Regions from separate parts of the Mus musculus genome. Here all the other regions are linked to region 3. The links are chromatin contacts, called in public promoter capture Hi-C maps. All regions are on one chromosome and are shown on one strand. Each heading gives the region's core, a stretch centred on a gene start, on an enhancer-like site or on the middle of the called end of the contact. The rest is flanking DNA. Distances are from core to core; before and after follow the strand shown.

Region 1 (7,008 bases), core at 3,757-6,256, 1.2 Mb before region 3:
TGGAAGCCAGAGTAGAATTCAAGTCCTTGCGTAACAGGTCAAACATAAGTCATGAAGAGCTTGGGCAATGTATGGGCCATGCCATCACTGTTCGTGTTCATTCCTGTAAGGACGACATCACAGGAGGCTGACCAACAAAATTCCTGGACAGCAGTGTCTAAGCTAGACACACTACTGGTCAGACTACCAGCCCAAGTCTACACACAGACAAGAAGTAAACTTCAAGACACTTGCTTGTTAGCCTTCTGGTCAATCAAAACTAAACCAATAGTATTAAAAACCACTGAGTTAGTTGTGATGTCACATCTCTGCGATGCCAGCCAGCACTCAGGGGTGAAGGCAGGAGAATAGTTAGAGGCCGGGGCTGGGTAGGGATTTAATAAAATAGTATAACACTTACCTACCAAATGTGAAGCCCTAGGTTCAGTTCACAGTACCAGAACAAAGAAAAAAGGTGGGAGAGGTGGCTGGGGGGGGGGAAGGGGGGCACTGGCTCTGCACATGCCACACCATCACCAAGATAAACACATGGGTTCTGTTTAACTCTCTCAGATTCTATATCCACTGTCAATTAACTACTGAACAGGGACTACCCCACCACAAGAATACAGGCCGATTAATCTAACATGGTCATAATAGACTTTGTAACTGTAATCCCTCAGAAGAACTTTAAATGGTAAAGTTTGCAATTTGTGTGACCTCAATCAATCTGTCATCACTCGGCTTTTAACCCTGTAAAATTTCATAACTATATGTGATATTAGGCTTGCCAGCTTTCAATTTTTCAGAATAAAAGGCATTCCAACTATACCTCAGGCATATAGTTTATTTGTTAAATAGCAGAAAAATATTATTGGCATGAAAAGCCATGTATGTACACCTCTACACGGTGGTTCTCAACCTTCCTAATGCTGTGACCCTTGAATCCAGCTCTTCATGGTATGGTGGATCCCCAGCCATAAAATCATTTTCGTTGCTACTTCCTAATTGTAATTTTGCTACCGTTAAAAATCACTATGCAAAATATCTAATATTCGATCCCAAGTGGATTATGACCCACAATTAGGAACCACTGTTCTTAACCAGTGTTTTACTATGCATTGCCCTTCAGAATGCAAATCTCGAATCTTGTGGTATGTGTACACTTCTCTTGGCACTTAGCCCCAACAATATCAATGTCAAGTACAGAACAAAAAAATACAGCGTCTGGAGAGATGTTCAATGGTTAAGAGCGGAGGACCCAGCCGGGCGTGGTGGCACTCGCCTTTAATCCCAGCACTCAGGAGGCAGAGGCAGGCGAATTTCTGAGTTCGAGGCCAGCCTGGTCTACAAAGTGAGTTCCAGGACAGCCAGGGCAGAGGAACCCTGTCTTGGAAAACCAAAAACCAAACCAAAACAAAAGAGTGGAGGACCCAGGTTCAATTCCCAGCACCCACACAGTGGTTCATAACCATACCTAACTCCAGTTCCAGGGATCCAATGCCCTGTCTTCTGGTCTCTGTGGACACCAGACACAAATGTGGTGCAGATATTCACACAGGCAAAACAATCACTATGTTTTCCTTAAATACAGTTAAATGGTGATGCACACCTTTGATCCCAGTGTTCAAGAGGCAGAGATAAGCCAGCTAGAGATATACAGGTGAGACTCTGTTAAAAAACAAAGGCACACTGGGGTAGAAAGATGGCTAGGCAGGTTAGGGTACGCCTGACTGACTAAGTTCAATCCCTGGGATCCACTTGAAGGAAGACGAGAGCCTGCTCCTGCAGGTCCTCTGACCTTCACAAGCTTGCCATGGTGATGCGTGCCTTCACACACACACACACACACACACAGACACACACAGAGAACACACACAGACACACACACACAGAGAACACACACAGACACACACACACACACACACACAGAGAACACACACACACACACGCACACAGACACACACACACAGAGACACACAGAAACACACACACCACAATACACTGTTTAGAACAAGACTGAAAACTCCATGGCCAGGAACTGCATTTTTATGTCTAACATTCTTCACTGACCCTCATAGTGAAAACAAACAAACCCCAACAACGGTAGTGAGGCGAGAAGCAAGTGGGAACGGCTCAGGAGAATAGGCACTGGACTCAAAGAAAAGGAAAAGGAGAAGAGAAAAGCACAGCAACAACGGTAACCAGCACTCGCTCAGCGCTCCACAAGGACCGGGCACTCAAGAGCCTCTTCATACTCAGCATCTCATTTAGGCTTGTTTAACTTTCCCTTGAGGCATCTCTCTTGAGGAAGAAATGATATGCTGAGGATTACTCCGTAGGTTAAAAGGGTACTGAGGGCTGGAGATGGCTCAGCAGTTCAGAGCACTGGTCATTCTTCCAGAGGGCCTGGGTTCCACTCCTATCACAACCTAATGGTTCACCGATCTCAGTAACTCCAGTCTCAGGAGATCCTCTGCTGGCATCAACATACGGCACGGACATACACACAAAAACACCCATACACATTAAAAAATGTAGGGAGAAAAAGAAAGGTGTGGCAATCCAAATGAACCCTACAGGAGGCATTCTACACGTTTTTACTAGATTTTCTTTTTAAAGCCAGCAACAGGCTAAGACGTATCTCAGCTGTTCAGACGTGCCAGGAAACCTAAGGCCCTGAGGCCCAGCTGGGGGTGGGGGTTACAGAATGAGTGCTGGCATACCTGCTGCATGTGCATGTCAGGTCTTAGGAATTCCCAAGCACTAAGGTTTGGGTTTGGATCAGCAGCAATTTACCTTTTTAAAAAGTAATTGTCTTGAGATGTCTTTCAATGTACTTTTTCATAGTCATCCCTACTTCCTTCCAACTCCACCCCAGCCCTAAAAACTCACCTAGTCCAATCTGTGCTGCCCATCCATAGACTCAACAGTGTGAGGCCTCACACTGGGGCTAGTTTCCCTCAAGGACCACATCCATAGAGAACACTGACTGGCTCACCCCTAGAAGCATCAAGGGCCCATCTCGACTCAGCCTAGGCCCTCTCTGCCCTGGGCTAGGATCTTATACAGCTGCTGCTGAGTTCACAAGTGGAATCTAGAAAATACTGTTTCCGCTGGGTGTCCCTGACCTCTGACTCTTATAATCTCTCTTCCTCCCCTTGGTCCCTAAGCTCTGGGAGGAAAAGAGGATGGTGACAGAGCAATTTAACTTATTAAAACACTAGGAATGTGGTAGTATTCCCCAGCCCACAAACTGCTGGTGAAACATTTTTAACTTTTCAAGGAAAGTTCAGGTAAGTTTTAAACGTTCCCCAGCAAGGTGCTATGTTATAGTTCAACCGCAATACAAAAAGAGAGACAGACAGACAGACCCAGCCATCTTGCCTTCACTTAAAGCAGACCTGTGGCTCATACCTGTAAGCCCAACGCCTATGTCCATGTCCTCCTAACAGGAGAATCATGGAGTTGGGACCAAGGCAGTCAGAAACTAGGATTTACACAAAAAGACCCCGGCCCCACAATACAACATCTTCACTATCAAACTAAGTGCCCCAAGTGACAAAGCTTTCTTTTAGGAGGTGAAAGGAAAGCACCATTGACATTCCTACTCAATGAAATTCCAGTGTGTCGTTAAATACATTGAACCGTATCCATGAGACTTCCTGTCTCCGAGACAAATCCCACAGACAGACATGTTAGCAGAAAAATAAAGTTCTCTGACCGTCTGGCTGACTTAGTTACAGGGACGATCCCAAAGTCTAATGTAGAGTTCTGTAAATACGCTGAACAATCGCTCATAAATCCACGGGCTCATAAACCCATGGGCGGCGAGTGCTCACTGCAAGTGTGGAAGGCATTAAGCAAGTTTGGCAACGTACTCGACTGAACTAGAAAGTGGACCAGTTGCACTCTGCGTTTGAGGAAACGGGTGGTAAATCTCCAAGCTTCCTCGTTAACACGAACCTACACAAGCTACGCTGAGACGCGCGATTTTGCTCCGATTACACTGAGATTCTTGTTTCTACCGAAGGGGTGGGGGGAACGGGACGGACTGCATAAGACCAGTCTTGTCTCCCTCAAGGGCCTGAAACCATCACGGTCAATCACGAAAAGAATTGCCTCGAGTCACAGGGAGCTGGATCTGCTACATCCATATCTAATGCCTTCAGAGAAGGTTTGTTTGTTTTTAATAACCACACTTCGTTCAATGGACAGTCTTCATCACACTCCTTCAGCTAGCATCCCAGTAACTTTCTCGGCGTAAGTGTGAAAATGAATATTTTTATAAACACCCTGTCAAGTCGAAGCAACCGAGCCCTTTCCCAAGTTCCAGGTCACCCAAGTGACTGGTGCAAACATGCATCGACCAGGGCCGGCCGACTTGGAGGCCGTTACCTATCCCAGTTCTCGGGGGGGGGGGTGCGAGGGGGTACCCTGAGTAAATGAAGAAACTATACGTCCCTTTCTCAAAAGACAAAAATTTTTTTTAAAAATGTTTCAAGAAAAATTCTTCAAACCAGCCTCGCCTACGTGCCAAGTCGAGTAGGGCGACGGGCGGCGTCCGGCCCGGGAAGAAGGCAGGAGGGTGGAGTTCACTTTTCCCTCCGGCCGGCTCGCCCAGGCCCTCCCCCAACCAGAATCCGGAACCAGGCCCGGGAGGGTGGGAGGCTCGCGCCCCCCAGAAGGCCGGGCGCGCGCTCTACGCCAGCTCGAGGCTTTTCGGGCCTGCGGGGGCCCCCGATGGCGCTGCGCGCGGCACCGGGTCCGGAGCGCCAGGCGCGGCCGTGCACTCACCCGTCTCCCACCACCACACACTTGATGGCCTGCATCTGGGCCGCTCGGTGGGCCGCGGCGGCGGCGGCGGCGGCCGGTGGCTGAGGCGCGAAGCGGCGGGCTCGGGAAGCGCTGGGCGAGGCTGCGGGCGGCGGGGCGCCGAGTGCCGGGACTGCTGTCCACGCCGCCGGGCCCTCAGCGCACGGGAAGGCGAAGCGCAGCAGCAGCCACCACCCAAAGCTGGGGAAAACTGCAGAGAAACAGGAAATGGCCGCTCCACTCACATCCGGCCTCCCCTCCCCCTCGGTGCCGTCGACGCAGCTCCCAGGCTCCGGGCGGGGCCGCTCCCGCCCGCCCGCGCGCCCGCCCGCGCCGTTCCTGGCTTCCACGGGCTTTCGGGAAAGCTCGGCAACAGTCGGCTCCAGCCGGAGAACGGGCTCGGCGGCCGCGGGGCGGGGCGGCCGCCATCTTGGCACGCTAAAGCGTCCCGGTTGTGACCAGGTTTAGGAAGCCCTCTGAATCCTGGGGTTACGGGTTCGGGTCAGTGGTAGGGTCCCGTTCGCTCGCAACCTACTTGTGCCAACTCCATGGAGAGATTCCTGAGCCCCCTTGTTATGTGATAACTACAGTATGCTGTAGCGTAAGATCCTGCTAGAAAATTCTGTATAGCTCGTGCCACAGTGAGATCCAGTCTCAAAAAAGAAACTGCTAGGGATGTAGCCAAGTCAGAATGTTTGCCGGCATGTACAGCCTGGGGCTCCATCCCTAGCACATCACAGCCTGCCCTGGTGGCTCACCTGTAATCCCAGCACTTGGTGGGCGGAAGCAGTAGAATCCTGGGGATCAACCTCAAGTCCAACCTCTGGATATGCAACTCAATTGGTAGAGTGCTTCCCCGAGCAGATACAGATATGAAACCCTAGGATTGAACCTCACGACGGTATGAAACAGATGTGGTATATATCAGGTAGTGCATACCTGGAATCCCAGCTCTGGACTGGAGGTAGCAGAAACATCTGAAGTTTGACCTCTGGCTATGTAGCGTCCAGCGTTAACCTGACCTACCATGAGACTTTCTCAATAGGGGTGGGGGGTGGGGAGGGAGCACTAAATAAACAAAAATATAAGGAAAAAAAAACATACATACCATTAAAATAATAAACAGAAGGATAAAGGTCAGAAGAATTCTTTTAAAGATTGCTGATATGATAGGGTAAGCATATAATTCATTCACAAATAAGGTAGCCTATTAGAAGACAAGAACATTAAAGATATTTTTGGTTATCTGTGGTGTGTGTGTGTGTGCATGTTTTCATGTGTGGGCACATGTGTGGTGCACATGTGTATAGAAGACCAAGGTTGACACTGGGTGTATTCAGTTGCTGTTCACCTTATATATATTGAAGTAAGATCTCTCATTGAACACAAAACTGGCCAATTCCAGTTAATCTAGCCAACCAGCTTGCCCTGGAGATCCCATCTTTATCTTCCGGAGTTACAGGTGAGTCACCGTACCCTCCTAGTATACTAGTTTCTGGATTGGAGCTCTGTTCCTCACACTTGCCTGGCAAGTTCCCTCCTCCTGGAGCTTAAGAGGCCAAGCTGCTCTTCCAGTAGACTGGAGTTAGGTTCCCAGCACCTGAATCACATGGCTTACAGCCACCTGTAATTCCAGCTCCAGAGCGATCCAACACCTTTGGCCCCCTGAGACACCTGCATTCATTCACGTGTGTGCACGTGAGCACAGACACAAAATCTAAAATATTTTTTTAAAGAAAAGAAACCAGACCAGGAATTCCAGCCATCCTAATATCCTAACAGTAAAAAAATAAAACAAACAAACAAAAAATAGAAACAAAACAAAAAATTTAAGGGAAGCATCTGTGGAACTATTCCACGAGAATTTCCCAGACCTGGAGGATAAACCATTTACAGATAGATAATGCCCACAGGGAAGGAAATCTGCCCCACTGCACTGTACAAACTTGTAAAACTTCAGAACCATGTGAACACATAAGACCCTTCTGGCTTCCAAAGAGAAAACAAAGTCTTAAAGAGACAGGAATTTAGAATGGCTTTGGGTTTCTCAGCAGTTCCATTTGAGGGACAACGCCTTCAGGACGACGGCTCAAGAAGTAAAGGTGCTTGCCGTCCAGCGATGCAAGTTTGGTAGCTCGAGTGCCCTCCTTGCAACCCAGGTAAAGGTGGATGGAGAGAACTCTGTCCTCTGAGTCTTTGTATGCACACAAATTG
Region 2 (6,403 bases), core at 2,130-4,629, 1.2 Mb before region 3:
CAAGTCATCTGTCACCTTAGCCTCCCAAGTAACTTGTCCCACAACTTGTCCACACACAGATTCTCTTCCTTTCTAAAGTATCATTAAATAAAATACCATAATCTCTGTTGAGGGAAATATTTTAAAATTGGCACCATCCCACACTATTCCCAACTAATCTCTGCCCGGTGGTCTCACTGCCTCTTGGTTAGCCCCAGTCAGCAGTCTTCCCTTCTCCAGTTTGCCTGTACCTTCTCAGCCATCTACCCCCTGTAGCTAGTTGTCACAAATCCCTTTAACCCTGTAAATCAAAACTCTAGAAGCTTATAATTACTCAGTCAGATTTATATATCAATAAATTCTCAATTCACAAGATGCCCACACAATACTTTCTGAGCCAATTGATAATGATATAAATTGCCCACCTAGATAAGACAAATTGTCCTGTAATTATCCATCTCTTATAAGATATTCAGAGCTACCTGTGGCTATTTAAAGCCCTGTGGACTCTGGATCATCTTGTTCTTCCTCCATCTTTCTTCCTTCTCCTCTTTCCTGTCCCTGAAACCCTTTGCTCCGTCTCCCTTTCCCGTGTTCAATCACAGGCTTCTTGTATTAATATTTAAACTAATCGGGGGGAAATCCTGCTACAACTCTCAATTTTGTGGACTTCTTCATTGTAATAATTTTATTGGTTTAGCTCAGCGTTGTGTGACTTTCCCCTGGGAAGAGGTGGACGGCTATCTATTCATCTCAGATAATCACAGACAACAGACCAAAGGAATGATCTTCCCTGTTTACTCTAGCTTAGTCAATCAGTGGGTTTATTGAATTACTTACAGGAATGTAGGTGACTTACAATAACCTGGGTGACTCAAAGGCTGCTATGTCATCTTATAGTTCACCCCAACATAGGTGATGACTCAGGAGAGCTGCATCCCTGAAGCTCACTGAACAACGTGTTAGGGAGCTTAGCCACTCAGGGAGTCTTCTTTACCCAGCAATTACTGGCTGCTTATATAACCTTGGAGAGAAGCCTTGTGAATCCTATAACTTTCTACCTTCCTGAGCCTTGTTAAGTTGTATAAATTCCCTAAGCCTTTCACGTTACATGAGATGTTCTCCCTCCTCCAGGAAGAAATGCTTCAATTCAGAGGAAGTAACAATGCTAAAACTAGCCTGGAACTCCAGGCAATCCTCCTGCCTCAGCTGCCCAAATCCTGCGATTACAGGTGTGAACCACCATATCCTAAGCTTTAGAAAAAGTTGTTGACCCACTTCTTGGATCATGTGGGTCCATTCTCTCCTCCTGCATCATTCTCTTCAGGTTAACTAAATGAGCATGAAAAAAAAAAAAAAACAACTTTCATAGTGCAGGAGAGATAGCTCAGCAGTTAAGAATGCTTACTGCTCTTACAGAGGACCTTGGTTCAGTTCCCAGCACCCATATAGTGACTTACAACTATTTGTAACTACAGTTACAGGGGGTCTACATGAAGGCTAAAGAAACTCTAGTTTCTGTATAAGCAAGCTGTATCAAGCCAGAAATGCAGATAGTCATATCATAGCAAGTAGATAGTCACGGCCATACATTTTGGGTGGGGGCCACTGAGTTAAGGTTACTGGGAACTTATCTTCCAGGGGCTGGAATCAGAGACAAACAGCTTAGCGTGTAGCAAGATGGGTACCTGGCATAAAATGGAGTTCTTATAGAACCCAGGACTACCAGCCCAGGGATGGCACCACCCACAAGGGGACCTCCCCCCCCTCCTTGATCACTAATTGGGAAAATGCCCCACAGCTGGAACTTATGGAGGCATTTCCCCAACTGAAGCTCCTTTCTCTGAGATAACTCCACCTTGTGTCAAGTTGACACACAAAACCAGCCAGTACAAAAGTCACATTTTATTTAGTTTATGTGTTTGTGTGTGTGTATACATGCATGTAACACAGCAGGCTGGAGGAGATGGGAAGATGTGTTTTTTGATTTCTACTGCTGTGCTAAACACTATTACCAAAAACAAGGTGGGGAGAAAAGAATTTATTTGCCTTTGCCTTATATTTCTTTTCTTTTCTTAACAGGGTTTCTCTGTGTAGCTTTGGCTGTTCTGGATCTCAGTCTAAAAACTGGACTGACCTCGAACTCACAGAGATCTGCCTGCCTCTGTCTACTGAGTACTGGGGTTAAAAGCATGCACCATCACCACCACGGACCACCAGGTTTACCTTGTTTTCTTACATGTGTGAGTCGTAGAGTGGGGTTGCTGCGTTGCGTCCTGGCGCCCTCTAATGGTGAAGCTGAGGATAACAGGGAACGTGGCGTGGCAGCGCTAACCTGTTGCTATTCCAGTTTCAGGAGGCTGCTGCTGAGTTGATATCACCCTTTATGGCCTGGACCCTCTCACACCCATCACCAAACAAGAAGATGCCGTACAGAATCGCTTACAGGTCAACCTGATGGAGGCAGTTTTTCAATTGAGGTTCCTTTTTCCAGCATAACTCTAGGAATTAGATAACTCTAGACGAGGTTCTCAGCCTTCCAATGCGCGACCCCCTTAATACAGTTCTTCGTGTGGTGACCACCAACCATAAAATTATTTCACAACGACTTTATAACTTTAGTTTTGCTAATTTTACGAATCGTAATGTAAATATCTGATATACAGGTGGTCTTAGGCTAACCACTGTGAAAGGATCGTTCGGTCTCCAGAGAGGTCGCGACCCACTGGTTGAGAACTGCTGGTCTATCTTGTGTCACGTTAACAAAAATAAATGAGCAGCATAGAAGGCAACACCCTAGAGTCACTTGTGTTCTTCCACCATGAGGGTCTCAGGAATTGAACTCAGATCCTCTGGAGCAATGGGAAGTGCATTTTACCTACTTCACCATTTTGCTGGTCTCACTGTAACCATTTTTAGGAATATGTGTGTTATAAAGTACCTGTGGCCATACCCAGGCATCATCTCTTTTCTGTTATATTTTAAAGATTGATTTTTATTTGGATGTGGTGTGTGTGCGAATGAGTGCAGATGCCCAGGAAGGTCAGATATTGGCTCTCCTGGAGCCAGCTACAGGTGGATTTTGAGCCACCTAGTGTGGGTACGGGAAACTGAACTGAGGGTCCTCTGGAGGAGCAGCCAGCCTTGAGTTCATGTTTTTCCTGCTTCAGTCTCTTGAGTGCTGGAATATTAACAGGCTAGCGCCACCACGCCACTTTCCCTGTGTCGTTATTCTCAACTCTTCACCATTAGAGGACGCCAGATGCAACGCAGCCAACCCTAGTCTCCAACTCATGCGCACTTCACTTGCAGGAAAGCCGCCCGAGGGGCGGGGCGGCCCGGGGCGGGGCGGGAGGCGGAGTCTGCTGCCTGCGCAGGCGCGGGCCGGCTTTGTGACGTCAGGCCGCGCGGCCCGGCCGGGAATCCAGGTGGTAGCTGGTGGAGTCGCCTCCGGAGAGTGACGCGCAGACTCGGCTCCCCCGCGGCCCGCCCTCCTGCCGGCCTCGCCGCGGTCTCCCTTGCTCCCTGAGATCGCTGAGCGCTGAGCAGCGGCCCGGGAGAGGAGGCCTTGGGCGACGGGGCGCGGAGAGGGAGGGCGGGCGGGCAGTGGGGGCGCCGCGGATCTCTATATGGCGACGGCTCTGTCGGGTCTGGCTGTCCGGCTGTCGCGCTCGGCCGCCGCCCGCTCCTATGGGGTCTTCTGCAAGGGGCTGACCCGCACGCTGCTCATCTTCTTTGACTTGGCTTGGCGGCTGCGCATCAACTTTCCTTACCTCTACATCGTGGCTTCCATGATGCTCAACGTGCGCCTGCAGGTAGGTGAGCCGCGCCCTCCGCATCCCTGCCCACCTGGCTCGGCGGGATGCAGGTGCTAAGGGGCTCATGCTATCAGCCTGAGGCTGAGTGTGAACCAAACACCGCGTCCCTCCCACCCCCGTTACCCTACTCTGCATAGAGGATGCTTCAGAAGGTAGGTTCCCACATCTGGGGGTGGGGTCCAAGGAAAGATGACAGGAAGGTCCCTTAGGACGCTTTGTCCTCAAAAATGACAAATTGTTGGCGATCCTGTAGCTGCGAGTTCCTTTGTGAATTCTGGTTCCCCAAACTTTGTGACGGTATATTATATTATCCTTGTACTGTAGGTTGAAAGTTAATGGTGTCTTGACCAATGTTTTCGGTATCTTCTGACCAGGGATTAGAAATGGCGATAGGGATGAAGATGAGAGAGAAAGAGGGAAAACAGATTTAGAGGCCTGCAACAGTTTAGACGTGGACTAACAGCATGCCTGCATCAGCATTCTGGAGGCCTCATTTGCTGAAAATGACTGACATTTCTCTATCTTGAATTTACAAAATGCTTTTTTTTCTAGCGGAGAGGTCTTACGGACCTGAGTGTTCTGTCTCAAAATGTAAGAAAGGCTGCATAGTGAACTTGGATTCTGTTTACACACCTTGGAGTGTCACAGGCTGTGTTGGAAGGAAGGACTTGGCTCCACCCCTGGGAAGCATGTAATCTGACAGAGGTTTTTTGTTGTTGTTTTTGTTTTGTTTTTGGTTTTTTGTGGTTCTGGAAATGAACCCGGTGGGTGCATTGGTTTGCCAGCCCTAACCCCAGCCTTACTGTGCTTATGTTGTTCCCTGGTGTGCAGAGGCGCCAGTTCAGTATAGTGCTACCTAGTTTTTCTGCAGTTGGGTCAAGTTGGAGTGTAATGGACTTGGTGTGTGTAAATGGTCCATGACACAGACCACATGAAATCGGAAGCCAAATATGTTGATCAAAATTGGTTAAAAGGAGTTAAGAAAAACCAAATTTGAGGTCCATATCAGAATCTCTTTACTTTTTTGGGGGGGGGGTGGGGAGGTGTTGTGTGTGTACCACCCTGGTTATGAGGTGCTGCCGGGATCAACTCGGGACTTTGTGAATGTTAGACAAGCATGAGCAGGGCTTGTAGCATCTTAAGTGATATCAGGCCATGGGGCAGAACCGTCAAGCCTTTACAGCAGGTGCCACAAATGAGTGGAGTGCTGGGTGTGGGAAGTGAGATCAACCAGAAAGCCTGTGTTCCTGCCAATTACCTACCTGTAGAAACATGGCTCCAGTGTCTCTGCCAGATCTGGTAACCACCTCCGAGAGAAATCAGACTTGAGAAATCAGACTTCCTGATTTGTGAACATCAAGTTAGCTCAGAGTTTTCAAAAAGGAAACAAAACAAAACAAAAAACAAAAACAAAAACAAAAAACCTTTGGTGATGAAGCAAAAGTTGTCTGCAGTCTGTGTTGGACCCATCCAGTCCCACTTTGGAATCTGGTGTCCAGTTTTACATATGATTTGTATTTGGCTAGAAAATTACATGAGGGCTGCAGAGATGGCTCAGTGGTTAAGAGCATTGACTGCTCTTTTGAAGGTCATGAGTTCAAATCCCAGCAACCACATGGTAGCTCACAACCAACCGTAATGAGAAACAAATAAAAAAACCTATGGGCCAGAGCAAGTGGGGGCCGGAGTGAGGAGGAGAAAGTGAAGGGGGGGGGGAAAGAAGAAAGGAAAGAAAGAGAGAAAGAAAGAAAATTACATGAAAGACTACAAGAGCTTACTTAATACAAAATGTTATATCTTGGATTGCTGTGTTCTGTAACATTAAAAACAAGCAAACAGACAAAAAACAAACAAACAACGGGGCTAGGGCTGTAGCTCAGGAGGTGGAGTGCTTGCCTAGTATGCACAGAGTCCTGGGTTTAGTCTCCAGTATTGCATAAACTAGGTACAGTGATCCATGTCTATAATCCTAGCATTTGAAGGGTGGAGGTAAGAGACTCAGCCCCAGGCTCACCTTTGGCTATGTCTCGAGACCCTATCTAAAGAGACAAAACCCCTAAAATGTCCTCATGTGTTCAATTCTCTGTGTACCCTTCTCGAGTCTAGGCTATTCTAATTGCTAGCCTGAAATTTTGTGTATTCTGTTTTACACTAGTCAATTAGAGGCATCGTGTGTGTGTGTGTGTGTGTGTGTGTGTGTGTGTGTGTGTGTGTAAAATGTGTATGATATATATTATGTGTATGTATGGATCTATGTGTGATTATCTGCAGGTGGTGGTGGAAGAGGAATAGGAGGAAGAGGAGGAGGAGGAGGAGGAAGAGGCGGAGGCGGCAGCCAGAAGATTCTGGTCACTGGATCCTCTGGAGCTGGAGTTGCAGGCAGTTGTGAACTGCTTGAGTCCAGGTCTCTGCAAGAACAGCAAGCACCCTTAACAGCTGAGCCATCTCTCTGGCTCCCTAGAGAAGTCTTCTGAACATATCTGTCATGTCTTGGCATCCTTAAACAGGACCACAGCATGCCCATGCCTAGCCTTCTCATGTGTGGATATGACTTCCACTCACCCCTCGCCCAGCTTGCACCAAGATGACTGAGTAGGCTTTGTCAG
Region 3 (7,006 bases), core at 174-2,673:
CATAACACCCGAGTTTGCCTTTAAGCCAACTGGATGTCAGTCTATCTGCCCCTATCCCAGGCTGGTCTCGAACTCAGAAATCCGCCTGCCTCCCCCCCCCCGGCCCCCCCCCCCCCCCCCCCCCCCAGTGCTGTGATTAAAGTCTTGCAGGAACTACTTCACTCTCAGGCGGCTGATCAGCAATAGAGCGCTGGCCTAGTGGATGTGAAGCCCTAAGTTCAACACCCAGCATTGCTGGAAGAGGAAAAATAAAATCTCAGGGAAGGAAGTCCAGCCCTGAAGGCCACACATACACACACACACACACACACACACACACACACACACAGCTGGCCTAGTGGATGTGAAGCCCTAAGTTCAACACCCAGCATTGCTGGAAGAGGAAAAATAAAATCTCAGGGAAGGAAGTCCAGCCCTGAAGGCCACACATACACACACACACACACACACACACACACACACACACACACACACACACACACAGTGAACCAACTGGAGAGGTATTTCGGGTGTCAATCACCCTTCAGTCTGGTTCCTGCGAGGAAAAGGGACACGGGGTTGGGTGTGGAGGCGATGACGAATCTTGAAGCTGCAGCAGCCCAGAGCCCCACCGGCCTAGGTGCTCAGCAGATAGGTCACCCAGGCGATGATTTAAAAGGACAGCACGCCCACCCAAGGCGGCAGACCGCCCCTCCCTGCCCCGCTGCCCGCCCAGGCCGCACCCACTTGGGGGCGGTGCGCCCGAGCTTAGTTCTGGTGGGCGGACGCCGCGGCTTTAAGCCGGGGCGGGACTGAGCGAGGAGCAGCAGCGGCGTCGGCGGCGAGAGTTCTTGGGGACTCGGGCCCGGATGCTGGGGGCTAGTCGGCAGGTCCCGGTAAGCGCAAGGGAGGGCGGGTGAACGGTCCCGGGAGATGCACGCGCGTGCGTGTCTCAGGCGTGGGAGAGAGTCGGTGCAGCACGACGGCTCCACGGAGAAGTGGAGAAGGCTGTCCCTGCTTGACCGAGGTCCTTCCGGCCCCCCAGGAGCCCTCCTAAACTAGATCAGCCACACTGCAGCATTTAGTCCTCCGCGGCGCCGGGCTGCGCTGGAGCGGATGGAGGGACGCGCAGCGCTAGCGGCCGCGGAGGTTGGCCCTCGGCGCTTGCCGTAGCTCAGCGGCCTGCTGGGGGGCAGTCGCTGAGAGTCCCGGGAAGGATCGGCGACAAAAGGAGGGAACCCGAAGGCCGTTTGCGACGCGAAGGGATTGAGTGAGGAGTCGAGGGGGCTGCGGCACCCCACCAAAGCCATCCTGGCATCTGCGGGCCTCCACGCAGGCTCCTGGCTCTCTGGGCCAGACGCTGAGAGTGAAGGTAGCGGCGGCTACGGCGCCCCCTGGCGGCCCGGAGGCGCGTTGTCCAGCCAGCCGGGCGTCGTGGGCGGGGCGGACCCGATGGAGGACGGCGGGCTGTGGGGCCGTTTGCCTTTTCCTTACCTGGGTGGGGACTCCGTGGGCTCGAGGGCATCCAGGCCTGAATCCATATCCTCTCGAAAAGCTCAGAACCTCCTTCCAGAATCCACAGGCGGATAGGGTAGCCCCCTGCTTTCAGGTTCTTGGCCCAGGGAGAAGCTAGGCCTGGTCCCTGGGAGGATCGGGTGGGAGCTCGGAAGTGGCACTTTTACTGAGTGGCTTATAAAAAGGAGATTAAGTGTCGCAAAAGTTTGCGCAGATGATTGGGCTATAGCTCAGAGGGTAGAGTGTCCCCCTAGCACACCAAACCCTGGGTTCGATTCCCCAGAACCTCCTAGCCCTGGGGTGATGGTACACAGGCCTGTCAGGGGTCGGGGCTGGAAGCTCAACAATCAAGGCCAACCGTACATCTACATCAGCCTGCTCCTCCTACCCGAGCTACACAACACCGCCTCCACAGCAGAAAAGCTAGATAAAAAGTTTGGCCAGGATTAGGGCTTCTGTTTTGTTCTTAAGAATGCCTTGACCCTGAGTCTAGTTAATAGTCGGTGAGTATGAGGGACCTCCAGTGTTTGAAGGAGGAACTCTGATAGGAAAAGCAAGAGTTTGCCAAGTCACGGTAGCAAGGCTGATAGTATCCTTAGCTTTTCTCTTCTCTCCCTAGGAACAGGGTCTCTGGTATTATGTAGGCCTGGCTGGTCTAGAACTCACAGAGATCCACAGAGTCCTGGGGTTAAAGGCGTGCACTGGCACACTCAGCTTTTTATTTTTTAAGCATTTGCTTGTTTGTGTATGTGTGTTCGGCATGCATGTGGAGCTAAGAGGTCAGCCTGTGGGACTCAGTTCTCCCCCTCCACCCTGTGGTCACATATCAAGATAGGTCTCCAGGTTTGGCTCCAAGCGCTTTACCTTATGAGCCAGGAGTCAACGTTCCTGTTTTCCAAGTCACTGTGGTGCTTTTAAAGTATGCTTTGGGGCCGGTGAGTTGGTTCAGTGGGTAAAGGTTGCTTGCTGCCAAGCCCGATGACCCGAGTTCAATCCCTGAGACCCACACGGTGGATGGAAGGAACAGACGTCCCACAAGTGGTCCCCTGACTTCCTCATGTGCTGTGTGGCACACACCTTCTTCCACCCCAGTTAAGAAAATGTAATGATAAAAAGCATGCTTTGTGTTTTGTGCCTCGACTGTAGATAAGATCCACAGTCTTTGAGGTAATGCTTAGGAGAATAGTTTATTATTTATACAATACTGGGGGATAAAACCCAGGACAAGGCTCTACCATGATGTAGTGTGTATATTTTCCCAAGGTCTCAGGTAACCCTGACTAGCCTAAAATTCACTATGTACAACAGGCTGGCCTCTTGTCCCCTGCGTGCTGGGATTAAAACCATTTGCCCCCATGCTTAGCTGGTTTTATATTTTCTTAAACTGGTTGGGGTGGGATGGGGGGAGTATTGAAGAAGAGTAGTATTTCATGATGAATTCAGATTATGCAAAAGGTGTCCTTAAGCCCTCCTTTTTGTTTTGTTTTTTTGTTTTTTGAACACCGCTGTTGTCATTCATTTATGTGTTAGTGACTCCTTCCTGAGTGCTGGGGAACTGGGTAGACATTGCACAACTACAAAGATTCAAACATTTCCTGTGTGGCTCCCCCCACCTCCTCCATGACACTTTGGAGATAGTGTCTTATGTGTCCCAGGCCCCCATCTGTACTTCTCCCGTGCTGGAGAGGTTGTGGGATTACTCCGCTTTATGCAGGGCTGGGAATCAAGGTCAAGGCTTCATAAACATGCTAGGCAAACCCTCTCTCCACTGAGCTATAGCCCCAGCTCTCCCTCCATTCTGCACAGCTCGTTGTACAAAACGTTTGCGATCTCCTGGTTTGTTGAAAGAAGGCTATGTAACGGGAAAGAAAAGCTTCCATGTTGAAGAGAATGATGTTGAAACAGTGCATTTGGACACACTGTCCACAACAAAAACAACCCACAGAAAACAGTGATTTCCGCAAATCCTTTAGAGCTTGGGCAGTGGAACAGCTCAGCAGGTTTCGGTTCCAATCACCAGCCCTGATGACCTGAGTTCGAGTCCCTGGACCTCTGTGTGATTCCTCTGACCTCAATACATCTATTAAGGCACAGGAACCTCCCCCCCCCCCCAAACACAATGAAAATATGAATGTAATTTTAGAAAGTACTGAGGTAAAATATTTCACAGGTTACAAGCTCCCCATGTCCCTGCCAGCTGCTGACGGGATGTCTCTCTTCACAGGCTGGATAAACTCATGGACTTGGCAGCTCAGGCTTGAGAAAAACACAAACTCAGAAGAAAGATGGCGTTCGTTGCAACCCAGGGGGCCACGGTGGTCGACCAAACCACTCTGATGAAGAAATACCTTCAGTTTGTGGCAGCTCTCACGGATGTGAATACACGTGAGTCTGTCCTTTTTTGCACACTGAGAGGAAGAGCAAACCTTAGTGTTTGTCCTTGGTCTCCCCGTCTACCTTGTGGAGAAGCACAATGATGAACAATACTGCTGGAGCCACAGAGAGGCACAAGTGTGTGTGCCAGATTGCCTGTGTGTATGTGTGTCCTTGTCTGTGCATGCACACGTGAGTCTGGGAGGATGGATGTGTGTGACTGGTGGTAGGGACCTAGCCCTGTGCCATCTTCTGGGCTGTGACAGTCAAACTGATAAGATCTGATTGCTTCTCTTCAGTCCCTAAATCCAGTGATTTTTGAAGCCTCCCTAAGGCAGTTTCAATGAGCTGACTGTTTTACTATTTACAGCTGATGAAACGAAGTTGAAAATGATGCAGGAAGTCAGCGAGAACTTTGAGGTATGAGCATCCCCACCCCACCCCTCCCTCTCTTCTGTTTTTGTTTAAATTATACTTATTTTAGGTCTGTGTACGTGCTGACACATGCCATAGGCGCTGTGTGCTTGTCACAGGACAATCTGAGGGAGTCTGCTCTTTCCTTCCATCGTTGTGGGCCTGGGGATTGAACTCTGGACATTTCAACAGCCCTGCAATTTCCTCTGTTATCCATGCTTTCTCCTGTCCTTGCTGTCAATGTTTTTACAAATGTATTTTTATTATTGTTGCTGTATAAGATGTGTGTGTGTACATACTACCACAGTGTTTACATAGAAGTTGCGCCAGCGTTGTGAAGTGGCACTCTCCTGCCTTTACGTGGCTTCTGAGTATTGAACTCAGGTTGTCATGTGTATTTGGTGACAGCTTGACCTGCTGAGTCATCCTGCCAGCCCTGTTGTCAGACTTCTGTCAGTTCTATGTATCATTGTTATGCATTGGTGCATTTGGAGAGGGGAGCCCAGAAGCACTGTGCTGCCCGTGAGGTATTGGCTTTCTGCTTCCCCTTCACCCTTACGTAGACTCTGGGTATCTTCAGGCTCATGTGGCAAGCACTTCCGTCTCTCCAGCCCTGTCAAGTCTATTTTGTTTCTGACTCAGAGGTTGTACTGGCTGGTTTTGTGTCAACTTGACACAGCTGGAGTTATCACAGAGAAAGGAGCTTCAGTTGAGGAAATGCCTCCATGAGATCCAACTGTAAGGCATTTTCTCAATTAGTGATCAAGGGGGAAAGGCCCCTTGTGGGTGGGACCATCTCTGGGCTGGTAGTCTTGGTTCTATAAGAGAGCAGGCTGAGCAAGCCAGGGGAAGTAAGCCAGTAAAGAACATCCCTCCATGGCCTCTGCATCAGCTCCTGCTTCCTGACCTGCTTGAGTTCCAGTCCTGACTTCCTTTGGTGATGAACAGAAATATGGAAATGTAAGCTGAATAAACCCTTTCCTCCCCCACTTGCTTCTTGATCATGATTTTTGTGCAGGAATAGAAACCCTGACTAAGATAGAGGTCATTGATAATAAAGGCTGTCCTGTCCTGGCATACTCCTGTAATCCCAGAGTGGGAAAACTACAGCAGGGGGATTGGCAGGAATTATTCAACACCAGCCTGGGCTATAGTGTGAAAGGGTTTGGAAAGAAGTCTGTATTTTTTCTAAATCTATTTTTTACTTGTATGTGTATGTTTGGGCAAGCTGAGAACAATTCACCTTCCACAGTGTGGATTCTTCCTCAGGCTTGGCCATAAACAGTCTTTACCGCTGAGCCGTTTACCACGCCCTAAGGCATCAGTGCAAAGGAGTTTGAAACTTTGTACACAGTTCTGCCCATCTTCCTGGTGAAGAGGCTCAAGGATGTGTTTTGGAATGTTGGCTTTGTTACATGTTTTCACTGGGATACATTCAAGTTTACCTTGTGATTCATTATGTTCAGATGTTAGCTCATCCGACATAACGGGTTGCCTGTCATTTCTGGTTTTAAGAACTTAAGATGTCGGTGACCTTGAAAGAGCAATCATTCCTTTCTGAGTTTCTTGTATTTCTATGATTTTACATTATCTCACTGATCCCTCAGACTCTGTTTGCAAATGGTCTTTGACTTGTTTTTTAACTGGAAAAATACTGATTTTTGGAAAAAAAAAAAGATAAAGACTTTTCATTGTCTGTGTATGTGTATGAAGGCCTGAGTGTGTGTCTGTACGTGCACCACATACATGCAGTGCCTGCGGAGGCCAGAGGAGGGCGTCAACCCCCGGGAAGGAAGTGGAGTTTGTGGAGTTAAAGGTGCTGGGAGAAGCCATGTGGGTATAGGAAAGTCAGCCCAGGTCCCTGCAAGAGTAACAAGCTTTCTTAACCGCTGAACCATCCATCCCTCTCTCTCTTTAGGAGGGTCTGTCTTTAGGGATACTATTATCTCCAAACTACCTTTAAATTTTCGGTTTAATTTTTTTTTAAAAGATTTATTTATTTATTATATGTAAGTACACTGTAGCTGTCTTCAGACACTCCGTAAGAGGGTGTCAGATCTCATTACGGATGGTTATGAGCCACCATGTTGTTGCTGGGATTTGAACTCGGGACCTTCAGAAGAGCAGTCGGGTGCTCTTACCCACTGAGCCATCTCACCAGCCCCTCGGTTTACTTTTTTGTGTGTTTTCCAAGTCACTTTTAGTTGTAGGTTTTCACTGTGCTCTTGAATTTTGTTTCTCTGCCTACTTCCCAACTGCTCACACAGCACGTCCTTTGTTTGCTTTACTCTTTGAACAGCCGTGCATGTAAAGGTAGGGGTACATTCTGAGAGTCGTGCCACTTGGCAGTCTTGTTATTTGGACATCATTGCATGTATTCACACAGACATAGATGGGATAGGTCGGTTAGTCAACGTAGCATCTTAAAAAACTTAGAGTTTGTACCTGTGTGTTTATGTGCATGCCCGGCGCATACAGAGGCCAGAGACAAGGGGGCGTCAGTTCTCCCTCACGGTGGGGGTCCCTGGAAGGTGGCTGCTCAGCGGCTAGCCCCTTCACCTGATGAGTTGTCTCACCAGCCTGCCTCTTAATAGAAACAAATCGTAGTAAGCACAAAACGTTTGAGGCTACTGCCCACGTGTAACAGCAAACTGTTTGACCGGAAGTGACATTTAAGTAATGTTTACACTCAATGACAGCATGCTTGGTGACATGTGCCTGTTGA
Region 4 (6,832 bases), core at 197-2,696, 1.0 Mb before region 3:
TAAACAGTATTATACAAGTTCTGGTAACATTTCAGTTTTAAGAAACTTTAAAAAAAGACACCACTTGGTTTTTAATTGTATTTTGGTAAACAGAATGATTAGCCGTAAAACTCTGCAAACCAAGTACTTACTGTAGTCTTGAATCAATGATTACAGAAAAGAAAGTGAAACTGTCCCTGAGTAAAAACAAATAAGTGTAACTCATTATTCACAGACCTAAGCATCTGAATGAGTGACATGGTAAAAGCAGAACGTTTAAAATGCATGCTTTGAAGAAAAGTTCTCCTCCATAAACAGCTGTGCGAACCTGGATCCGGTTGTTACTTTGTAAAAGGGGCGTTAACTAGTTTCCCCGACACTTTTTGTTACTTGAGTGTATTTACTTGAAAGAACCACAAACAAGCAAGTCCTAAGGCCTTCAGATATAAAAGAGCTATTCAACAAAAGTAATCTCAACTGTATTCTAGGGAGGTTAAAGTCCTAGATTGTAAAACTTTGGTCCCGTCAAATTTTCATTTCAAACATCTGAATCTGATCCCTCCCACCCGCCCTTTCCTCCAGGTAAGTTGGTTCTCTGTGCCCCAAAAGATAAAGAGCCTGGGGGAGGAAGGCACACTCGCTTTTTCGGAGGGGAAAGAGCTACGGGGCTCCTCCCCCCCACCCCAACACCCCCGGCTGTCCGCCTCTCTTGCGGGTGTCCGCTCCGCTACGGCGTGGGCAACTCGGGTGTTCTGCTGAGGAGCCTAGTGGACTGCGCCCGGGTGGGAAAGTTTGTCGGGGTGGGGTGGGGGCGGGGAGGCCAGCCCGGAGCTCCGAGGGGCGCCCTGGAGCCGGAGGTGGCAGCCACGCGGGGGGGCGGCGGGCGGGCCCCGGACGCCGGCTACGCCGGCTACACTGTCCCGGCGTGCACACGCCCACCCCGGCAGCTCCAAACGCGCCGGGCGGCCCGGTAGCTGCCGGCCGCCCGAGCAGCGGACCGAGGGGGCGGGCTGGGGCCGGTGGGGGTGGGAGCGCTGTGGCCATGGCAACCAGGGGGGTCCGGCCCTTCCGTGCAACCCCGGCGCTGCCTTCGCTGCGAGCCCGCCCGCCGTGGCCACCGCCTCCTGCTCTGCGGGCCTGGCCCGGCCGGGCGGCGGCAGCGCCAGTCCCGCAGCCGTGGGGTCCCCGGGCCGCCCGGCGGCTGTAGAGGGGGCGGCGGGCGAGGGGCCGCGCTAGTCCCGGCGGGCCGCGGCCGGCTGAAGGCGGCGGGGCGGCTGAGGCCGCGAACCAGGGACACGCGGCCCGGCCCCACGCCGGCCTGCAGCGGGCGGGAAGGAGGCGGGAGCTTACCTGACCCGGCTCGGCACTCGCTCCATCCCCCTCGGCCGCCGCCGCCGCCGCCGCCGCACACAGCCCAGCCGCCCGGCGGGGGACAATGACGTGCCTCCATCCGGGCACCGCCGCCGCCGCCTCCGGGTCAGCGCCGCACCCGCAGCTTGCCGGCCGGGCCGCCAGGGGGCGCACCAGGGCCGCGCCCGCACGCGCCGCCGCCACGGCCTCCGCCGCCCAGGGGCCGTCGCGCAAGAGGCGCGGCGCGCAGCTAACGGGCCGGGCAAACGCGGGAGGGGCCGTCGCCCAAGGGCGGCGGGGCGCGGGCTGGCCTCACGCGTCAGCTAAGCGCCGGGCTCCGCCGGAGAAAGCACACTGATTGGTCCGACGCCCTGATTGGCGGGATGCACTGATTGGCTGGGTGTCCGGCAGCAGGGCGGGGAGGGGCCGCTTCCGTTCAGAGTTCCCGGAGTGGCCCGGGTTGGGGCCCTAAAGCCAGTACACCTGAGCTCCCATCCCGGGAGACTCATGCCTCTCCTACGCGTGGCCCTGCGGACTACGGTGGCGAGGCCACTGGGCTCTGCGATCCACGGGCCCTCACCGCGATGGGGCCTCCGCTGTCTCTACCTTACGTAGCCCTGCCAGGCTAAAGAGCAGACCATGCACCCCCCTCAACGTCTCACTTCAAGTCTTAGCTCTCCAGATTGAGGCAACTGCGCCCCAGTCCTACAGTCATGCTTCTTGTTACTTCCTGGATCCTGAGGCTGGACAAAGTAGTTCATCCTTGTATTCTCTCCCCTCCAGCGCCTGCCTGTGGTACCCATTTAGTACACACCCCTGAAGAGCATTCACTGCTGATCAAAACCTTTCACCCCCTAGACCACCAGTTCACTACACCCTACTGACCTAAAGAGCTGTGGTCCTGCCCACCACCCACTTGCCTTCTCTCTCACTAAGCCTAGTCTAACTGACTCCTCCAGCACTCCACTCTGGTTTCACTATACTCTTGTGGACACAGTTTTTTGTTTTATTTTAAAACACAGATCAGAAGAAGAAGCTAAGCTCTTTAGCTTGGGCATTAAAAGTCCCATTTTAATGATTCCCAGTACAGGTGAGTCTGAGACAGGAGAATCACAAGTTTGAAGACACCCTGTGCTACAGAAGGACTCCCAGTCTCAAAACAAAACACCCAACTCCATATTTCCTTTTTCCTTTCATTTATTCCAGCCACAGCATGCTATGTTAAGCTTTTAACATTATAAAGAGGTCAGGAGCCTATACCTACTCATGCTACCAACTTCATTACAGTCCCTATAGGTTGGCTATAAAATGTCTATTGAGTATTTGGAGCAAAAAACTCAAGTACTTTGAGGAATTAAAAAGGAGAAAGAGAATCCTAGTTGCTCACATTTCAGCATCTCCTGTCAAAATTAACACCACAACTTTTTTCTTTACAAAAAATGGTTATGGAATTTCACCACTGTAGACCATTATTAAGAGATTTGCAAAAGGTAAAATAACCCATGTCTGTGATCCTAGAATTCAGCAGCTTAGGCAGAAGGATTGCCATGAGTTCAAGCCAGCCTGGACTACAGAGTAAAATCCTGTCTGTAATCCAGGTCAGCCAAGACTATAGACTGAGACCCCATCTCAAGGAAAATGACCAATTTGTGCGACTAGAACTACCTGCTCAGTACTTTGCCTTTTCCAGGTAATTAAATTCAAATGCTGAGGAACTGAGGGACTAGTTATCTAGCTAAACGTTATGGTATTTCAGAACACTTCCCTTTGAGGTCCCAGAAGTTTACCCCGCCCCTGTTGGGATTTATTAAGAATGGGGTTTGGTGTTTGTTTTTAGAGGCAGGGTCTTATTCTGTATAATGGCTTTAAACTCTACAACCTCTGCCTCAATCTGCAAGTGCTGGGCTTACAGATTTAAATGAGGGAAGAAAGAGAATTTGGCCCCAGTGGACAAAACATTCTCAAATGGCCCTCACTTCTGCTTTGATTTTACACAAAGTTTGATGTTCTTTAATTCAGGTCACCTTAACAATTTGACTATAAAAGCATTTTGTGTGTGTGTGTGCGTGTGTGTGATATGTCTGAGTGTGTGTATGTCAAAAACAGGTCAACATCAAGTGGTTTTTTTTTTCAACTGCTACCATATTTGTGTAGTATGTGTATGGACACACTTGCAGGTGTGCATGCTCATTAGGAAGTCAACTGTTAATAGCTCTCATATTTCCTCTGTGTGTGTGTGTGTGTGTGTGTGTGTATGTGTGTGTGTAGAACAGAGGTTAACATTTGGCATCTTCGTGTGTCACACTGAACTGAGAGCTTGGTTAGATGGCATCCATCAAACCCCTGAGATCCACATGTCCTGTGCTATGTCCCCTCTCTACTCCCTGGAAGTGGAAGGGCAAGACAGCATCTACAGAAGACCACTGCAACTATGCCTGAAACACTGTTCCCGCCGAGAGCACTTCAGGTCGTCTGCTGTGGCCTTGGAAAGTAGCTCTCCCAAAGCACAGAGTGCATTCTAGAAGATCGTGCAGACATCTCAGAGGTAAGAGAATTGCCCCCTTGCAATTCTTACCATAGCCACCACTCTAAGCAATAGAGGTATGCCATGGCCGGATCATTCCTTCTCTGACAGCAGGCTTTTTTGAGAAAGGGTATCATATAGTCCTGGCTGGCCTAAAACTAGCTGTGTACCTGACTTTGAACCACAGATCCTCCTGCACCAGTCTCAGGAGAACTGAGATAACTGGGGTGTACAAACATGTACACCATCTGTAGGGTGTGTGTGTGTGTGTGTGTGTGTGTGTGTGTGTATGCATGCCAGAGGAGAACTTCAGGCATCACTAGATCCTGTTTTGTTTTGTTTTGTATTGTGTTGTTTTGTTTTTGAGACAGTGACTTTCACTGGCCTGGAACATGCCAAGAAGGCTAGACTCATTGGCGATAAAGGCTTTACCACCTCAGACCTAGGCAAGCAAGTCCATGTCACCACAGCTGCATATGAGTTATGGCCATCTATCTCAGTTCTTACTGCTTGGCAGAACTTTACTGGAGGATCGGTGGACAGATCAGTGAAATGGCTAAGTAGTTTGAAAAGGCGCTTGCTGAAAGCCTCAGGGCCTGAGTTAGATTTCTGGGACCAACTTAGAAGAAGGAGAGAACTAATCTCCTCCAGTTGTCCTGTGATCTCCGCCACAAGCATGCTGCAGCAGATGTGCAACACCCCCAACACCAAATAAATGTAAAACTGTTTCAATAAAGGACCCATCTCCTTCATCCACGGTTACATTTCTTGGGACAGGGTCTCACTTTGTGGCCCAGGCTAGCCTAGAACTCAAAGCAATCCTCCTACCTTAGCTCCCTGAGTGCTGGGTATGCAAATATGAAACACTAGATGTAACTTACAACTTGTATCTTATGACATTTGACATCATCCTGACCAACTTTGCAGACTTGGGGAGACTCCCCCTCTTACAGAAGCTGACTCTGTTGAAAGACAGTTTATATACCAAGAGGATGTCTTCCATCCACAAAGCAAACTAGCTGATGTTCTATTCACAAAAACATCCTTACCCCACTCACTGTCAAATATGTATGTTGCTACCACTAAATCATGAAAAACAAGTGACAGGCAACTATGTCTTCACTAAAATTATTACAATTTGTCAGTGCTATCTTGCCTAACTGCCTATGTTACTTTTGTTTTTGTTTTTGTTTTGTTTTTGTTTTGTTTTGTTTTGTTTTTCAAGACAGGGTTTCTCTGTGTAGCCCTGCCTGTCCTGGAACTCACTTTGTAGACCAGGCTGGCCTCGAACTCAGAAATCCACCTGCCTCTGCCTCCCAAGTGCTGGGATTAAAGGCATGCACCACCACGACTGGCGCCTATGTTACTTTTAATAAAAAATGCCAGTAAAGATTATTCCTAAGACGCTCCCAAAATCCTACTTTTGTTGTTGTTGCTGTTGACAGTCCAGACTAATCCTGGAATACTCTTTGTTTCTCAGACTAAATCAAACGTAAGCATCTTGAATTTTGGGCTTACAAGCCCATACCTCACAGTGCTTTTTGTCTTCATTCTAATGCTTATTCCAACCTGGCACCCGCCTGACCCAACTGACACGGATCAAGGCCCTGTTGGGCAGAGCTGCTGTTACTTCCTTCCAGAGCTCCTACAGAGCTGCCTGGAGCTATGATGTCTTTATCACCCCGCCTCTGACACCTGCATCCTTAATATACTACAGGTTATCTGGAAAGGGGGCAATAAGACAGCAGACACACCAAGTGATCAACTTACCTCAAAACTGGAGGAAGTAATGTAGAAGACTCGAGGAATTTTCCTCAACTGGGGAGATGTAATTGGTTGCAGGCCGGCAATAGACTTAACCCTGAGGGTCAGCGGTCTTCAGGCCTGGTGGTGTTGGTCCTGAGGGCTGCCTTCACCAATGAGTCTCCTAGAGAAGCACAGAGGTGAGCTTGTCATTATGAAGGATGACCCATCAGGTCAAGGGCATTGCTCTAAGCTTGATGACCTGAATTCCATCCCTACAACAGCAGAAGGAGACAAGTGCTGTACGATTGTCCTCTAACCTCTAGCACACTAGAAATGTAATGGAGCCTTTCTGAAAGGAAGACACAAGGATGATGTAACCCCTGAGCTTAGAGGATAGAGTGATTCCCTAGGATGCAGAGAACCATGGGTCCCCTCTCCATAAACAAATCAAGGGCAAATAGTAGCTGGGACTTGTAATGCTCAGACTCCGAAGACAGGAAGCACTACTTCAGGAGTTCAGTCTTATTGTGAGCAGCGCAGTGAGCCCATGGCCATCCTACATGGTGACCTGAGAACATGAAACATTAAAAGGCTCTGCCCCAGAATCTCAGAGGGGAGGGAGGAGGCGGGAGAGGAGGGAGAGGTGCCAGGGGACAGCCTCTGGTGTTGTCCCTAATCTTTCATCTTAAAAAATATATATTTTTTTCTGTGTATGGGTATTTTGCTTGTATGTGTTTAAGTGTACCGCGTGCATTTCTGGTGCCTGCAGAGGCCAGAAGAGAGCCCCAGATCACCTAGAGCAGGGGATACAGGTTGTCGTAAAGTGCCTTGTGGGTGATGGGGACTGAACCAAGGACCTCTGGAAGAGCCCTGAGTGTTCTTTACCACCTAACTGTCTCTCTAGCCCCACCTTTCACCATTTGTAAGTGGTCTCTTGCTGTCTACTGTGTATGCTAAGCTAATTGCCCCAGCAGACTGTTTCTGGTCTCTGCCTGCCTTCTCACGGTACTGAGCCTAGAGTGCTGGCCCCTCACCTCAGCTTCACAGCTTCAGCAGACTTAAACTGAAATATAAAAGGCGGGTCCTCATGCTTGTTGACACAAGTTTTTACCCATAAATTCCTCTTCTCAGCTTCCCAGTCCCCATTTTTGATAGTCCAGGCTAATCTGAAACATCCTGTGTTTCCCAAGCTAACCTCCAACTAGTGAATTCCCTGCTTGAAGCTGCGGAGTC

Evidence for each region. Promoter capture Hi-C pulls out the DNA fragments that hold promoters and counts their contacts.
Region 1: a contact with region 3 is called in a promoter capture Hi-C map of pre-B cells, with 3 times the contacts expected there. The contact joins the promoter of Rac1 here to the promoter of Trrap in region 3. A contact is called at or near these places in 4 of 39 promoter capture datasets (embryonic stem cells, hippocampal neurons, liver and 1 more) and 1 of 115 datasets of contacts at active chromatin or transcription factors (embryonic stem cells).
Region 2: a contact with region 3 is called in a promoter capture Hi-C map of pre-B cells, with 6 times the contacts expected there. The contact joins the promoter of Fam220a here to the promoter of Trrap in region 3. A contact is called at or near these places in 4 of 39 promoter capture datasets (hippocampal neurons, liver and pre-B cells), 1 of 115 datasets of contacts at active chromatin or transcription factors (extraembryonic endoderm stem cells) and 1 of 9 other capture datasets (adipose tissue).
Region 4: a promoter capture Hi-C map of pre-B cells shows a contact between it and region 3, with 2.8 times the contacts expected there. The contact joins the promoter of Usp42 here to the promoter of Trrap in region 3. A contact is called at or near these places in 3 of 39 promoter capture datasets (the 3T3-L1 cell line, pre-B cells and second pharyngeal arch cranial neural crest), 1 of 484 Hi-C or Micro-C datasets (pre-B cells) and 2 of 115 datasets of contacts at active chromatin or transcription factors (large pre-B cells and stem cell-derived neural progenitor cells).

Annotation. Positions count from the first base shown.
Region 1 is chr5:143,522,987-143,529,994 of GRCm38.p6, forward strand. Rac1 (Rac family small GTPase 1) reads right to left here and starts at 5,007. Exons shown (of 6, transcript NM_009007.2): 1 at 4,777-5,007. The coding sequence starts at 4,811.
Region 2 is chr5:143,545,341-143,551,743 of GRCm38.p6, forward strand. It overlaps Fam220a (family with sequence similarity 220, member A), which reads left to right and starts at 3,380. Exons shown (of 2, transcript NM_133703.5): 1 at 3,380-3,794.
Region 3 is chr5:144,767,371-144,774,376 of GRCm38.p6, forward strand. Trrap (transformation/transcription domain-associated protein) reads left to right here and starts at 1,424. Exons shown (of 71, transcript NM_001081362.2): 1 at 1,424-1,477; 2 at 3,719-3,879; 3 at 4,238-4,287. The coding sequence starts at 3,780.
Region 4 is chr5:143,730,834-143,737,665 of GRCm38.p6, forward strand. It overlaps Usp42 (ubiquitin specific peptidase 42), which reads right to left and starts at 1,447. Exons shown (of 18, transcript NM_029749.2): 1 at 1,330-1,447. It overlaps Gm38737 (a long non-coding RNA gene), which reads left to right and starts at 1,622. Exons shown (of 3, transcript XR_868672.3): 1 at 1,622-3,019; 2 at 3,721-3,874; 3 at 4,225-4,598.